Regions from separate parts of the Lactuca sativa genome. Here region 1 is linked to region 2. The links are chromatin contacts, called in public Hi-C maps. All regions are on one chromosome and are shown on one strand. Each heading gives the region's core, a stretch centred on a gene start, on an enhancer-like site or on the middle of the called end of the contact. The rest is flanking DNA. Distances are from core to core; before and after follow the strand shown.

Region 1 (2,700 bases), core at 121-2,620, 140 kb before region 2:
TCCATGGGCAGGCAAGAGCACGGCTAGCTATTACACTCCACTCAGGTAAACGGTCCGATTTCTATATTTTTATAAAATATGCAAAAATGATTAAATACACCCTAATAGATTTAAACATTTTACAAATAAAATACTTTAATAACTACAGAACAACAACATATAAAAAACAAACAAAATTAAATAACTTTAAAGATATTTGAATATTGAAATGGCGGTGTATGGTGGTATCATGCCGTATGCATCTTGATTCTTGGCATGCTTATTCTTGTCATAGGTGAGTGATTTTGCTGGTTACTTTGTTATTTAATCGTGGATCGATAGCTTTACATCAAGAAGCATCTTATTAACTATATTTAGGTCAGATATACTAGAAGACAGTGACACTTCAACAGTTTGTAAGTTTATTTGTTGGTAGTTTGTCTGTTCTATTCAAACTATATATTATAGGATAAACTTGGGGAGTTGGTTATGTACTAATTCTAATTGTATATATCTGCTGTATGCATCTTGAGGTTCTGAAAGACGCACAAACGATCTCCCGAACCTTACTTATGAACGAAGAATTCACAGGCTACGTTTTGCTTTGAATTAAATGTTGAGAATGAATGGAAAATGACTGATCAACAATGTGTAGTCGTAGAATATTATCGATATGTAATTAAATGGCTTTGGCTACATGGAAGTTGATGAATCAAATCACGTGACAGCGATGTACTTTGAGCTAGTCAATTTCCTTGCGTTATCGGATAAATATTAGCATGTTTGCGCATCATCAGTAAGTGATTAAACAAACTTTATGGATATAGACTTTTCACCTGTTTCATGGAATCTTTAGCTGTTTGACCTCAAATAGAATCACAGATCTAGGGTTAAATCAGATAGTAGGTGCGATGGTGTTTATATTTTTAATCGATATAAAATGATCATAAGTCATAACCTAGGTATTTTTTTTTCATATATAATAACGTATTACTGTATTACAGATTCAAAAAGCCATTTACTTGTATTTTTTTCATCTGGGAATTAGAGATTTGACTGAATGCTTTAATGTTGCACGCTAGAAAATGCCTGCTTAACATATGGCACATGCACCTATCATTTAAGAATTAGCGATTTTTGCTACAATGCCGCTCTCACATGTTCTATAACCTGCATATCTCATTAATACTTTCAAGATTTTAGGTGCCCTTTCTTTATCTTGCTTATTATATCATCTTTTATGTTTGACTCTAGATTCAACTTTCATTGTTCAATATTAAAAACATCCAAAAGTCTTGTTTCTTGATGTTCACATGATGAGAGAGAGAGAGAGAGGAACCTGCTCATATAGAAGGTTGAACATGTCAGTGTCAGTGAGAGTAAGATGAGGAATGTGCATTGGGAACTTAACTATATTTAAGTAACCAAACTCGTACCTCTTTCATCCATTCTTTTGTAAAGAATTCAAATATTTTTCGGGTGACTTAGGGTTCAAGTCATCAAGAAAAGATGAAAACCCTTTCAGGAAGATCTGATGTTCCCGCGATGAGCATCAAAACAAGGGATGATAGGCGATTCTCAACCAGTTCAAGGCGTTCATCAATGGAGATGGCAATACACCATTCTTCTCTAGAAGTGTATTATGGTCGTGCACCTGTTGGAGTCCCATTTAAATGGGAATCCCAACCAGGTACACCCAGAGTGCGATTTCGTGAAACCCCACTTCCTCCACTCACACCACCACCATCTTTTCTGTTCAATTCTCCCAACACACCCAACAAAAAGAGCCAAAAACCTAAAGGTGGTGGTATTCTACATGCTGTCCTCCCTAGGCTCATGACACCTACTAGAAAGCCCTATAATTCTCCTGCTTCACCAGCTTCATCGGAATCGTCTTCTTTGTTCTCTACTTTGTCGTATTCAGATTCTGCATCATCTCCTTACACCCTGACCATGGAGAGCCGCAGAAAATCATTTGAGGATCAAGATAGATCCAAATCACCTGTTTCAACTCTTTGTTTCCGTATCAGGCGTGGTGCAAAGTAGGATCATTGCAAGAAGATCAACCATATATATATGGCGGCTTTGTAACTTCTTTAATTTACACCTTCGATACTTGAAGTCGAGAAATAAATGCAAAGATGGTTCCTTTTTTTCACAAAGATGTTGTAAAAGTAGAATAACTATACGTTATGCATTACTTTTAGATCTAATTAAGATCAATAGTTTACAGAACTATTGTGGTTTTTTAGTATGAACACCAATGGTGATTAAGATATGATCACATCTTCCTTATGTACATGAATGGTGAATCACTATTGTGGCTATTGATTTTAGTGTGTATCTTGAATCTTGATTAATTGCTAAAATGTGGTATTTGATATTTAAAAGTTCACTTGGGGTGCTTATGGTGATTTTACTTTTGTATGTGCATTTACCCATTGTGATCTTCTTAAATTAATTAATCGTAAACTGATCTAATGTAATCGTGCATGTTTGTATCTTTTGGTTAATTATGTTACACAATATTATAGATTTACCAGGTACTATAATTACAAATATTTTGGAGTTTAGGGTGGAACTATTTGTGGAGAATGCATTGGTTGTGGTATTTATAATATATTCAACTATACAGGAAGTTAAAACGTTCCTATTCTATTTTTCATACAACTTTAATTATTATATTTTCGCACAATAATTTTTTGTTTTTCGAAAACAACA
Region 2 (2,700 bases), core at 132-2,631:
TTATAAGCATGTGCTACCTAAACTTATATATATATATATATATATATATATATATATATATATATATATATATATATATATATATATATATATATATATATATATATATATATATATATATATATATGGTGAGGTTGAACCATAATTAACCAATGAAACACTTTTTTTTTCAATTTTTAGAACTTATTTTTTATAAAAAAACTAAAAATACAAAAATTCATAACTTTTTATCTTTTTGCCAATGATATCAAATTCTAAAAAAAAAAATTCGTCAAATTCACAATGTGAATCTAAATTCACACGGTGAATTCGAAAAATATTTTTAACATTCACAATTTTATGTTATGAATTTAGATATTTTTAGTTTTTTTTTTCGATAAAAAATAAACTCTAAAACTTGGAAAAAAAATTGGTTCCTTGGAGAACCAATAATTAATTAATGGTTCTCTATTGAACTTATATATATATATATATATATATATATATATATATATATATATATATATATATATATATATATATATATATATATATTCTATTCAAACTAATTATTGTACATCTATCGTATGCTATAAGAATTACTAAGAAAATAAGATGTTTAGCAATACGAATACGTTCAACCTTATAAGAATATTGTCATTATCATGCATTCTCGTTAATTTTTTTTTTTGTTCTCACACATCGTTTTTCACCCATTTTAATTCTGACAGAATACGACCCAATAAAACATTCTGACAACATTCTGACAGAAATGAGAATAATAATAATAATAAGTGTATAATAACCTGATAGACGAATTAATTAGTGAGAATGTGTGTTAATGACAATAGCATACGATAGATGTACAATAATTAGTGAGAATGTGTGTTAACGACGATTTAATTATGTAAGATTGAACGTATTTATATTATCAAACAACATATTTTCTTTATCATTTTCATAGATTACGATAGATGTACAATAATTAGTTAGAATAGTTGAATATATATATATATATATATATATATATATATATATATATATATATATATATATATATATATATATATATATATATATATATATATATATATATATATATATATATATATATATATATCAACAACGATTAAGGAAGCTTAGTTTTTAAGGAATTCTCTTTTTCTATAAAATGAACCGTGAATCAAAACTTCATAATTTTAAAAATGTGATCTTAAGGTGTATATATATATATATATATATATATATATATATATATATATATATATATATATATATATATATATATATATATATATATATATATATATATATATATATATATATATCACTTTCCTTGCCTTTAAAGCTCTCTCTCTCTCTCTCTCTCTCTCTCTCTCTCTCCTCTCTCTCTCTCTCTCTCTCTCTCTCTCTCTCTCTCTCTCTCTCTCTCTCTCTCTCTCTCTCTCTCTCTCTCTCAGGTTTTCTTGAATGTCCAGAGAAAGGTACATCAATATCCCTCTCTAAAATCAACTTATTCAAGCAGATTAACATCTTTTAATCTACTAATTACTTTTAAAAACACAGAGATCAAAGAAGTTACATGCTTGATCACCTCATTAATTTGACCTTTTCAAGAAACCAATCATAAAAAGCATCCATCTTTCTTGTTGTTTATGGTTTCCTAATTCTGGTTTTTATGGTAGTGGTGTTAGGGAATTCTATGATGATGCTGGTAAGAGGATAAAGAGAGAGATCGATGCGTATTTAAACACCACGACGATGGGGCATATGGGGAGGAGACAGATATTGATTCCAGCACCAGGGACTTTGAACACGATCACACCATGTGCTGCGTGTAAGCTCTTGCGGAGACGATGTGCAGAAGAGTGTCCATTTTCACCTTATTTCTCACCTCATGAACCTCATAAGTTTGCTGCTGTTCACAAAATCTTTGGTGCCAGTAACGTCTCTAAGTTGCTCATGGTATGTTCTTTCCATCTGTTTATGTGGTTAAAACTTACCGATACTAAATTGAGAGTCTCGAGTTTGAATCTAATCAGGTGTTGTTTTTAGATCTTTTCAAGTTTTTTGATCATTTAGCCGACTTTTTCCTTCCGAATATTTTTCTTACAAAGAAATTAGAAACCAAACAAATAACGCACAGCATTGAGTTTGAACATAAAAGTATCAGATTTACAGATTTAGTTAGATGCTAATTGGACCAAAAATTGCAAACTTTTCTTCCCTATCATTTTCATGAAAAACAGCTAAAAACAAAGAAAATACGCACACGGTGTGAATGAGTCTTAAATAGACAACCATTTGTTTGAAACACTCAGATTCGATAATAATTACGCCGAAAGATGCGAGTTTTTCTTCCTTTTTTTTTTCTTTAAAGATCGACCAGAAATGTAAAAAAAAAAAAAAAAAAAAACATGCACATGAATGTTAACAGTGAGTTTTAATTAATCATTGGATTAAAGAGTCGATCGGTTGGATACTTCGGATACTGAATTGCTAGTTTTTGTTCCATTTTTGGTCCGATTAGTTATTTAACGAGAACACAAAGAGTGAGATTAACGACCTTTAAACTGTAGAATGAATAAGCTTCAAAATTTTGAAGGAGCCGATTAGATGAACCATTTTTCGATTTCATTTAGGGTTTATATCCACAGCTCTTGTTTTCATTTGATTTTGTTAGGAGGTGCCTGAAAGTCAAAGAGCAGATGCGGCAAACAG

What was found. A called contact is a pair of places that touch in the nucleus more often than the background predicts.
Region 1: a Hi-C map of leaf shows a contact between it and region 2, with 7 times the contacts expected there. The contact joins the promoter of LOC111878764 here to the promoter of LOC111878775 in region 2. A contact is called at or near these places in 3 of 4 Hi-C or Micro-C datasets (bud, leaf and seed).

The regions. Positions count from the first base shown.
Region 1 is chr5:349,226,600-349,229,299 of Lsat_Salinas_v11, reverse strand. It overlaps LOC111878764, which reads left to right and starts at 1,370. Exons shown (of 1, transcript XM_023875267.3): 1 at 1,370-2,274. The coding sequence starts at 1,489. The coding sequence ends at 2,025.
Region 2 is chr5:349,087,944-349,090,643 of Lsat_Salinas_v11, reverse strand. LOC111878775 (LOB domain-containing protein 15) reads left to right here and starts at 1,381. Exons shown (of 3, transcript XM_023875284.3): 1 at 1,381-1,463; 2 at 1,665-1,944; 3 at 2,663-2,700. The coding sequence starts at 1,450.